Regions from separate parts of the Bos taurus genome. Here region 1 is linked to region 2. A link is a contact called in public Hi-C data. All regions are on one chromosome and are shown on one strand. The core of a region is the stretch at or near the end of the contact, and the rest is flanking DNA. Distances in the headings are between cores, read along the strand shown. Region 1 overlaps CAVIN1 (caveolae associated protein 1). Region 2 overlaps STAT3 (signal transducer and activator of transcription 3).

Evidence for each region. Hi-C and Micro-C count contacts between places; a contact is called where the count stands out from the background.
Region 1: a Hi-C map of liver shows a contact between it and region 2, with 2.2 times the contacts expected there. The contact joins two enhancer-like sites. A contact is called at or near these places in 6 of 11 Hi-C or Micro-C datasets (blastocyst, blood, liver and 3 more).

Annotation. Positions count from the first base shown.
Region 1 is chr19:42,507,513-42,512,948 of ARS-UCD2.0, reverse strand. CAVIN1 (caveolae associated protein 1) reads left to right here. Exons shown (of 2, transcript NM_001111103.3): 2 at 2,621-5,436. The coding sequence ends at 3,322. Among named protein-coding and RNA genes, the nearest start is that of CAVIN1, 12 kb to the left of the region's middle. Within about 2 kb of position 2,113, at least 41 of the 102 cell types and tissues checked have an H3K27ac peak or open chromatin away from gene starts, as enhancers often do. A contact at or near this core is called in liver, where this site is marked.
Region 2 is chr19:42,419,439-42,425,297 of ARS-UCD2.0, reverse strand. STAT3 (signal transducer and activator of transcription 3) reads left to right here. Exons shown (of 24, transcript NM_001012671.2): 21 at 78-290; 22 at 3,602-3,644; 23 at 3,942-4,054; 24 at 5,394-5,859. The coding sequence ends at 5,449. Among named protein-coding and RNA genes, the nearest start is that of STAT5A, 27 kb to the right of the region's middle. Within about 2 kb of position 1,872, at least 15 of the 102 cell types and tissues checked have an H3K27ac peak or open chromatin away from gene starts, as enhancers often do. A contact at or near this core is called in liver, where this site is marked.

The sequences.
Region 1 (5,436 bases), core at 864-3,363, 87 kb before region 2:
TATACCCTCTCCAGGGCCAATTCACTGGATATTATCTCGGACTTAGGTCAAATGGTTTCTTTCCCTATCCCCTGACCTTCCACCAAGAAAGCAATTCCTCTGGTGTAAGCTATTGCTCTAGAGGAAGCCTCACGATGAAGGGCAATATATATATATACACCATTCTAGTCTGGCGGAGACAACTCCAAATCCTCCCCTCACTGGGATTGCTCCCTGATGTTGTTTTTGAGACCTCTCATCAGGCACTAAGAAGATGGGATTGGCTACAAGAAGTCTGGAACTCTCTCTCCAGCCTTGTTCACAATTCAAGCTTTATCTAAGAAGCCAGAAGCCAGGAAAACCAGCCAGCTCAGGCTTTAGGGGTTGGACAGAGCAAAGGGGAGAATCAGGGATGCCAGGGTGGGGCACAGAGACAATGTGGATCTGTTTTCCAGCAGCAGGGACTGTTTCCTGGCTCTTCCCCACCCATCACACTTAATCCTTCCCTTAATTCATCCACATTGCCTGAGCTTTAGTGAAAGGAGGCGTTCTCCTAACTTTGGTGGTATGGGTGGATTTTTAGACTAGGCGGCTGTGAAGGAGAAATCAGAGCTGACATTTTTTGATGCTAGGGCTGCCAGTAAATTCTGGGTGGAGATGAATTAAGAAGTAACGGGAAAAAAAAAAAAAAAAGAAGTAACAGGGAGTTTAGATGATAGTCCTAAAATGTTGTGTAAGAGAGAGGACTCTGGTAGCAGGTGGAGAGAAGTGATTGCAAAAGGAGACCCAAAGTGTACAACTGGGAATCAGAGGGACTGCTAAGACTGGCTGGGACCCTCCGACACTCAGAGTGAGGAAAATACCCCTTCAATGCCTCTGCAAGTGATAAGAAGCAGAGGGCTAGATAGAATGCTGCAGAATGCCCACGATAGTACCCAGCCAGCTGTGGCAGGTAGAGACTACAAGTCCCAGCATGCCCTGAGCTCAGGTCACCTTGCCTGCTGGGAGGTGTAGTTGAGTAATGAGAGCCTGAGATGGCTTGGTGCCCAGCAGAGCTGGTGCCCAGTTTGGGAGAAGAGGTGAAGCCAGCATTCCTTCTTTGTCCCTGCTAATGATATTGACAGGGAGGGAAGGAAGTTGGGAGGAGGTGTTCCTAGTTTTCAATGTAAACCAGGAAACTCTGTGGGGATGTAGATGGGAGGGAAGAGGAAAGAGGTTGGGGGCTGGGGAAGGAATTTCTATAGCAGGTGGTGCAGAGATACCAAGCAGCCAACACAAATGTGTACGTGTTTGTGTGTGTTTATAGGAGGGGTCAGTTTATGTTGCCTCATTTTTCTCAGATGGGGTTTTCTTACAATTCTGTGAAACGATCTTCAGAAAACCTATTCCCTATCATTCCTTTGTACAATGTACCTAAAGAAGTGAATCTGGGTCAAAGAGACTTTTGGGTTTTGTATTTTGGGCCAAAAACAAACCCATTCTGGGTTATGTCCTCTTTTCCTTTCTGGGCTCAATCTCCCCTACCTTCTGGTGAGAGGTGATCCTGAGATTCTGAAATGTAGGTCCAGAGTCAGGATCTTGGAAAGTCTTCCCGGAATGGAAAACAGTGCTGGTGCTGGGTCTTCCCAGGAGAAGAACTGGCTCTGAGATCTAGGATCTCGCCATTCTACTCCTGGCTCTTGAGCTCCTGTCTGGGGTGGGGGGCGGGTTGTGTAGTGAAGCAAGAATAGAAAAGCAATCCCTCCTTTCCATTCCAAGGCAGGGATGTCAGAACCAGAAGAAACCTCCAGGTTGGGAAGAAAACATGTTCTCAGCTCCCAGACAGCTTCTTCCTCTTTCCTCAATTTCTACATAGCGATGGAGAATGACCATTGGTGGAACCAAACCGTATGGGGAGAGTGGGGAGATCATTAACTCCCCTTCCCTAATACTGGTTCTTCTGAAACTATACGAAGTCTGGGAAACGCGCTCCCTTGAAAGTAAACCTACCTTCAAGTTACCCTACTTCGGGGTCGCCTGAGATCGGCTGTGAGCTCACCCCTCAACCCAAACAAACTACCCAAAGCCTTTTGGGTCTGGCTCGGGCAGTGTGGGGCTCTGTGCACCAGAGGGCGCTCTGCCCATTTCCAAAGTTCGATTGTGAGCTCTGGGAGGCAAAGGGTAAGAAGTGGTTTAACATGGGTGGTTGCAGGGCTTGAGGAGCGGGTTGGAGAGCCGCAGAGATACTTGACCGAAGTGCGAAAACAGGCCAGATTCTGATCCGAAGCTCGGTTCCCTCTTTACTCTGTATATGTGCTTAGTCACTCAGTCGTGTCCAACTCTTTGCGACCCCAGGGACTGTAGCCCGCCAGGCTCCTCTGTTCATGGCGATTCTCCAGGCTACAGTAGGTTGCCTTGCCCTTCTCCAGGTCTACTTACTATTCATTCAACACATATTTGAGTGCTCACGAAGTGTTCAGCTCGGTGCCAGGCGCTGGGGGTACCAGCGCAGGAGTCCAGGCCGATTTCACAGGTACCACGCACTTGCCAGCATCACGGGTGCCAATGCCCGGCCCCGGGTTCGCCCAGAGTCCCCCCAAGTCTTCGCCCAACTCTCCAGCTCTGCCCCCACCCTCATCTGTTCCCTCTGATCTCCCTTTAGGATGAAGTGAAACTGCCGGCCAAAGTGAGCATAGGGAAGTCGCTGAAAGAGTCGGAGACGCTGCCCGAGAAGGAGGGCGACGAGCTGGCCGAGGGCGAGCGGCCAGAGGAGGACGCGGCGGCGCTCGAGCTGTCGTCGGACGAGGCGGTGGAGGTGGAGGAAGTCATCGAGGAGTCGCGCGCAGAGCGCATCAAGCGCAGCGGCCTGCGGCGCGTGGACGACTTCAAGAAGGCCTTCTCCAAGGAGAAGATGGAGAAGACCAAAGTGCGCACGCGCGAAAACCTGGAGAGGACCCGCCTCAAGACAAAGGAGAACCTGGAGAAGACGCGGCACACCCTGGAGAAGCGCATGAACAAGTTGGGCACGCGCCTGGTCCCCGCCGAGCGCCGCGAGAAGCTCAAGAGCTCGCGAGACAAGCTGCGTAAGTCCTTCACGCCCGACCACGTGGTCTACGCGCGCTCCAAGACCGCGGTCTACAAGGTGCCGCCCTTCACGTTCCACGTCAAGAAGATCCGCGAGGGCCAGGTGGAGGTGCTGAAGGCCACGGAGATGGTGGAGGTGGGCGCCGAGGAGGAGGAGGGCGGCGCGGAGCGCGGCGAGGCAGCAGACCTGCTGCGCGGGAGCAGCCCCGACGTGCACACGCTGCTGGAGATCACGGAGGAGTCGGACGCCGTGCTGGTGGACAAGAGCGACAGCGACTGAGCCGGGCGCGGGGCTGTGCCCGGAAGGCCGCGCCGCCCCGCTTCTCCCCGCCCCCGCCCCGATTCCTTTCCCTCTACGAACTTTCTCTTTCGCATTCTTTCTCTCTCTCTGCCCCAAATGGGCTGAGATATTTTTAAATCGAGAACACCTCCCCACAACGAGCACCCCCTCCAAGTCTTACAGCTATTAAGACGAGGGGGAGGCAGCCTGCACCATGGACATCCCCATTGTAGGCGTAGGCTGGGTGGAAATGCAGAGGGCGGTGATTCGTGTCCTGGGGATCCAAGTCGGGAATCCTAGAGGAAATTGCTGTCGTTTCCGTGATTAGGCCCAGGCTTGGGGCAGGCTGCCTTCTCCCCGCCCCCCACCCCTACACACACACACACACACACACTTACACACACACACGCTTACCCGGCTGCTGTCACACACAAACACACACACACGCTTACCCGGCTGCTGTCACACACACACACACACTCACACACACACACACACACACGCTTACCCGGCTGCTGTCATTCCTGTTCACTGAGCTCTTCTTTCTCATTCTGATCTCTGGCGGCTTCAAAGCCAAAATTACCATGAAAGGGCCCCTTGCCCACACGGGAGACCCCATACTGGAAGGATTTGAAAGCAGCTTTTGGGAGTATCTAGCTGCCGTTTCTGGGGTCGCACAGAGTCGGACAAGACTGAAGCGACTTAGCAATAGCAGCATCAGGGCAGTGTCAGAGAGAGAGCAGAGTAAGCCATGACCCTACATGAGGGTCTAGCACAGGCTGTATCTGCAAAAGGTCCCAGTAAGGAAGGCTGGATCCAGGCAGAGCTCTGGGGGAGGGAGGGAGGGCACTTCATGTTTATGCATCTTCGCAAAGGTGCCCATGGCTATGGCTCTGAAGGAAAGCAGAAAATAGTAGAAGGTGGAAATGGGCGAAAAGAGAATGCTCATTAGTAGCAGGAGAAACACAGGACAAGGATCCCATCTTATTGGGGTTCTCAGAGGACAGCAGGACAATTTTTCAGGACTAGTAGGTAGGGCAGTGTGAGAAACCCATCATCCAAGAAGAGAGAGGTAAGCCTTACCCCTTACCTCTACTGGTTATGGTGCCCCCAGGGACAGCCCATTTCTCATAGCCCAGAAAATTAGGGTCCCAGAAGAGGGCAGCACCAGGGTCCAGAAAGCTGGTATTATAGTTAGGAGGGAGGCTGATGGGAAAGAGACCAGATGCTAAAGGCCAGGTCACCAAGTTGAGAGCAGGAGAAGGGGAGAGGAGAGTAAGGAATTCCTGTGTGTAGGGCAGCCCGGCCTTGGCTCACTCCTGGCAGTTTCTTTTCAAGATCCTTCCCTAGAGCTAGTACCATAAAGCTGTAGAACATGCCAAGACCTCCGTAGCCTTGTGAGTTCCTCTCCTGAATCTTTGGGGTGAGAGGGGTGCTGCTTCCAGTTCAAAGGCCTGACTTCTGATCAGGTTCTCCTCAGGACACTTCAGTCTCCCTGTTCTTCCCCCATAAAGGGAACTTGTCAGAAGCAAGGACACCCCCCTCACCCCCAAGTCACAGCCCGAAGAGGAGAGCTGAAGCTCCCTCCTTCTCCCCTCACCCCTTCTGCCTTATCTTCCCTGCTCTGCATTTTAGAAAATTGCAGCTAATTGTTTTAAGGGCTGGAGGGAGGGAGTCCGGGGACACACCTTTTATACAACACAAAGCTTTGCTCCCCCCCCACCCTTGGTTCCCTTCTCTCTTCCAAATGGTTGGAGACACATCAGCTGAGGGAGGATGGGGATTGTGGGACGAGGTTCCTTGGTGCTGAAGGGGCCTGAGTTGTGGGCAGATACAGTTTCCTGTGGGCTCTGGGGAGCCTCTCGTGTTGCTGTGTCCTGGTGAGCAGCCCGACCAATAAACCTGCTTTTCTAAAAGGATCTGTGTTGGATTGTATTCTTCGAAGGCAGTTACATAGGATGAGTTCCAGAGAACAGGAGGGAACCAGGGAATGAAAGAGAGACACTGCTAGTTTAAACGTGCAGCATTTGCCTGGATGGGAAGTGGGACTGGGGTATTACAATTATCCCACTTAGAAATGGGAAGACATACACACAGAGTAACTTGTCTAACGT
Region 2 (5,859 bases), core at 623-3,122:
TTCCCCCTCAAGGGAAAATCAATCAGGTAGTCTTCTCTAAGATCACCCGAGTATTCTCTTTCTGTATCCCATGACAGGCAAGACCCAGATCCAGTCAGTGGAACCTTACACCAAGCAGCAGCTGAACAACATGTCATTTGCTGAAATAATCATGGGCTATAAGATCATGGATGCCACCAATATCCTGGTGTCTCCACTGGTCTATCTCTACCCCGACATTCCAAAGGAGGACGCGTTCGGAAAGTACTGTCGGCCGGAGAGCCAGGAGCATCCTGAAGCCGACCCAGGTAGTTGTTGATTTTCCGCAACAGCCACTTGGTTCTGGGGAGAAGTGGGAAATCGTAGGATCCTTGGGGGACAGGTAAGGTAAATGCCTGGAGAGCCTGGTGATCTGTTTTTTTCTTTCTTTCTTTTTAAGAAATTTTCTCTTTATAATTTTTATTTATTTATTTTTGTTTTTGGCTGTGCTGGGTCTTCATTGCCGTATGGGCTTTTCTGTAGTTGGGGCAAGCGGGGGCTATGCTCTACTTGCAGTGCGTGGGCTTCTCATTGCGGTGGCTTCTCTTGTTGCAGAGCTTGGGCTCTAGGCACAGACTTCAGTAGTTGCGGCAGGTGGGCTCAGTAGTTGCAGTTCCCAGGCTCTAGAGCCACAGGCTCAATGGTTGTGGCACACGGGCTTAGTTACTCCGAGGCATATGGAGTCTTCTCGGACCAGGGATCAAACCTGTGTCTCCTGCGTTGGCAGGCAAATTCTTTACCACCGAGATATCCAGGAAAGCCCAGTCTGGTGATCTTTATTCCTCTTTCTGGGAAAGAACTTAATAGTGAGTGCCTTTAGGGGCAATTGATGGGGTTAGAGAGAGGAGAGGAATCAGTCACCAGGCTCTGCCCCACTGGAGGCACCGGTCTAAAGGGGAAAACAGCTCACACATACCCAGACATACCTAAGACACTACGAAGAGAAACCGAGGGCGGAATTCTCTAGAAACAGGATGCCCAGCCAGCACAGCACTTCTTGCAAAGCATATGCTGGAAGGTTTGCGACTCAGACTTCAGTCTAGAGTGTTTCCTTTCCCCATCATTGAACAATGTAAGCAGCCCAAGTGGGATGAAGAAAGGCTTTCTGGAGGAAATGAGTGTTAGGCACGCTGGAACATGGTTTAAGAGAGATTCTCAGGAGAGTGGAGATTGAAGGGGAAGACGGTAACTGGTGGGAGGGGCCTAGGCTTGGTGCTTTGAATGTGCAGCTACTGAAACTCAGATGTTTTTTTAGTGTACTCGAGCCCATGTGCTTATGTAAGTTACACATACATTTTTTCATACTAAACTCTCGCTCTCTGGTGCCATCACCCGCATGGAGGCTGGAGCCTTCTAGCCTGTTCCCATGGGCGTTTGAGGCTCAGACTCGTGGTTCTCTGGCCAGATCCTGAGGAGGAGACTGTTATTTGCCATCCTTTGTTTTTATTGAACTTTCTTTAATCATAGAGCCAGCAAGGGCTTAAAGTGATCCTTTTGAGTTAGCCTCCCTACCCTAACTGCTTTGGGAAAAAACCTGTGTTTTGAACAAATAGTTCCCCCACACAAACCCACCACTGCCTTCACACTCTTTTCACAGTAATTCCCTGTGAGGGATTTCTGGGGGCGAGCAGATTGAGACTTGGAAGAGGGAGTTGGGGCTCACTGGCAATTGACTTTCCTTTCTCCTTTGTTCTGGGTTGAGTCTTGGTCACACTCTAGGCGAGCATAACTCTCATTTCCTGTCTGCTACTTATCTCTCTTTCCACGTTGTGCTTCGGTTGGTAGATCTGTTTATCAGCCCCCGTCACACTGCCCTGTTCCTTCTGCGGAAGGCAATTAGGTCCAAGTGCTGGGCCCTCGACTCATTTCGCCGTCAAGGTCCAAGTTCCTTGTGTGAGGCTGCACCCTCCCTCACGGCTCCTGTGTGAGCAGGAGGCCAGGCCTTTTCCTGCCTGGGGACTCAGTGTTTCCTCAGGGGCAAGACGCCAGTCATGAGATAGAACTAATTACTCAAGAGCTTTGTCTGTCTCCTGGGGCAGCAGGAGCCTGGTGATGGCATCAGGGGGTGTGGGGGAGGCCGGTGGGCGACCTGTGGGTTCCTCCAGAGTGGAGCAGCTGACCGTTTCCTCTCTGTTCCCATCCTGAAGGTTTTATTGTCTCTTGGAGATGGCTTATCTTCCCAGGACTCTTCCCTCCTCCTTTCTTAGAAGCTCACATTACTTCCTCATGGCTTGAGGGAAAGACTCCTCTGTAGAAATGACAGATCTCTTATCTTACAAATTAGATGAAGCACATTTACAACCTTGCACAGAGCCATAAATCAACTTCTAATCATTCTCCTTTGCTTCTACTGTGGCATCTCAGAGCTGTTTTTCTCAGCAACATTGATCACTTAGGAGAATTCAAACCCTTTTGTGTCTGGGAGTCAGCTGGAGTCAGCTCCCCTCAAGCCTGGGCCCAAATGGATTTATAAGATAGCAGAACCCTGCCTTGGTAGCTTCTTTGGATTCTGTACTGAGTTAATCTAGTTCTTGGCCCCAGATAAACTCTGATGGCAGTGCCCTTTCTCCAGTTGTCACCATTCTTTCTGGTCTCTCAGTTTCTCTGTGAGCCCCAAGCTTTCCAGTCATGCTTTTCCTGACCCACCTCACCCTTCCTAAGCGGTCTGTTCACCGGAATCCCCCAAATTCCATGCCAGTGTCTCTGGGGCCCCTTGACCTCTTGGTATAAGCATTTAGCAGTTAAAATTCTTAAATCTTCATGTTTCTAACTATAGAAGAAGAATCACAAATGACAAAGATGGGCCCCTCCATCCTCCTCCTCCCTCTTATTTTATTATCTTGTAAATATAGTTGATTTTTAAAATTTTTTTTAAATTAACTTTTGGGGGCCACCCCACACCGTATGTGGGATTTTAGTTGCCTGATTAGGGATGGAACCCAAACTCGCTGCACTGGAAGCGTGTTTTGAAGATGTAACGAGGCCCCAGCCTCCTATCTCCCAGTCCAAAGCCAGTTGTACTACACCGGAGACATTCTCCCCATGGAGAGGCTCTTCTCTGTGATGTAGTTATCTAATGGGGGTTACTAATATCCTCACTGAAGGATGTAACAGGCAGATCAGTGCTAATGGGAACAGAAGATGTCACCCTCAGCTTTGGAACTGCATTAGCCACTTCTGTGTTTTCATAAAGACCCCGTGACTTCGGTGTCTGAGCAGGACGAGGTGCCCGATCTAAGAGATACAACCAGGCCAGGTTACAATCCTCAGTCCGCATACAAGCAGTGAAACTCTTCACCCTCATCTAGGGGAAGAATGAACACCAGGCTGGCACTTGTCTGAGCTCAAGTGAGTCTGCTGAAAAGCTTTGGGGAAAGAACTGAGCTTCCAGCTGCAAGCGCTGGAACGTCAGAGTCTATAGTGGAGGGGAGGGCAGCCCAGTGGGGGATGGAGGTTCCTTCAGACCGTCTCTGCTCAGGGATCGAGTGAGCTTCACATCGGCCCTGGGGAGGCAGCCAGCTTCCCCCTTCCGGTACCCAGAGTGGGAATCACAGTCGCTAAGGCAGAGTTGTCTTCTCCCCAGGTGCTGCCCCGTACCTGAAGACCAAGTTCATCTGTGTGACACCGTAAGTGGCTTCCCTCCCCGATTTTGCCTCCATCTCTAATGTCCTCAGTTATCCCTGGGAACAGGACAGTGGGTGAGAATTCTCTTGTGAAGCAGGGTTGGAGCCCTCTGAGTATGTTTGGTACTCATTTAAACTCACAGTGACCTCGTGTGTTTAAAAAGCTTGAGCTTTTATTTTTTTTCTGTTGGAGACCAGAGTTTGATGGCTTGTGTGTGTGTGTTTTGTTCTTTTTTTTTTCCTCCATTGTGTCTTGTCAACCCGACCCTTCCCCCTCCTGCTGCTCCCCCTTTCCTACAGAACGACCTGCAGCAATACCATTGACCTGCCGATGTCCCCCCGCACTTTAGATTCATTGATGCAGTTTGGAAATAATGGTGAAGCTGCTGAACCCTCAGCAGGAGGGCAGTTTGGTGAGTATCCGGTTGCTGGACTGTCCCCCTGAGCTGATGCTCCCGTGTATAGAACCAACCAAGGGGCACCCAAATGGGCAGAAGGAGTTCTTGAGCAGCACTTTCCTATAGAAATGCACTCCCCGTGCCAGTGTAAATTTTCTAGGAGCCAGGTTAAAAAAATCAGTGAAAAGGAACAGGTGAGGTTAATTTTACAAATGTATTTTCTTTAGCCCAACAAATCCGAAACAGTAGCATTTCTGTGTATTAGAAAAATAGGAATGTACGACATCCCCGGTGGTCAGGGGTTAGGACTCCGAGCTTCCAGTGCGGGAGCCTGGGTTCGACCGCTGGTCGGGGAACTAAGATCCCGCAAGCCAGTTGGCTCCCATAATATTAAAAAACAAAAAAAACCAGTATGTATATTATGATTAAAACATTAAAAGTATACAGATACAACTACCATGTGACCCAGCAATCCCCCTGCTGGACACGTACCCTGCTGCTGCTGCTGTTGCTAAGTCGCTTTAGTCATGTCTGACTCTGTGTGACCCCATAGACGGCAGCCCACCAGGCTCCGCCGTCCCTGGGATTCTCCAGGCAAGAACACTGGAGTGGGTTGCCACTGCCTTCCCGCATATACCCTGAGAAAACCATAATTGAAAAAGACACATGTACCCCAGTGTTTGTAGCAGCACTGTTTACAATAGCCAGGACATGGAAGCAACCTAGATGTCCGTAAGCATTTGAATAGATAAAGAAGTTGTGGTGTGTACATAGGTACATACATATATATGTGTATGCAGTGGACTCACCCATAAAAAGAACTCATCTGAGTCAATTCTAGTGAGGTAGATAAATCTAGAGCCTGTTATACAGAGTGAAGAAAGTCAGAGAAAAACAAGTTTCGTATATTACCATGAACATAATTTCATATACATGGAATCTAGAAAAACAGTACTAATGAACCTATTTGCAGGGCAGACATACAGAACAGATTTTGGACACAGCGGGGGAAGGAGAGGGTGGGATGAACTGAGAGAGCGGCATTGCCATACATCCTTTACCACGTGTAAAGTAGATAGCCGGTGGGCAGCTGTTGTATGGGCACAGGGAACTGAGTCTGGAGCTCTGCAACAGCCTAGAGGGGTGGGTGCCCTTTCAGAAGGCAAGACCCCATAGGGAGGAGAGAGAATGTGAATTCTCTACCCCTTCTTGATGACTGAGGGGCAGGGGCAGGAGACTGGATGGCAGTGGTGGTCTGAGCCCCGTGCCCCAGAAAGCTAGGGCTGTGTGCCCTGCCTGCTGTGGGGCCCAGGCAATTGAACTGGCTCTCCCCGTGTGTGTCCCCTTCTTCCAGAGTCCCTCACGTTCGACATGGAGCTGACCTCGGAGTGCGCTACCTCCCCCATGTGAGGAGCCGAGGACGGAGGCTGCAGAGAGATGACGGATGCGCCAACCCATGTCCCACCAGCCCTTACACAGCCTAAGCCCAGATCAACTCAGCTCCCAGCTTTGCGGTTCCAGATTTTTTTTTTTTTTTCATCTCTCACTTTAGCTATCTCTGAGCAATCTGGGCACTTTTTTAAAATAGAGAAATGAATGAATGTGGGTGATATGCTTTTATCTACATGCAAATAAGAATACACGCTCCACAACTGAGATCAGGGGATGTGGAAGGGGCGGCGAGAGGGAGAAAGAGGAAACATCTTTTTTTGCCCTCCTCCCCCGCCCCCCGGCCCCCTTTCTCAGCAGCTTGTTGTCGTTGTGAGTCAAGTGCCTCCTGGTGCCAGCTGCATCCTTCTGCCTATTCTGTAAGCTGATGC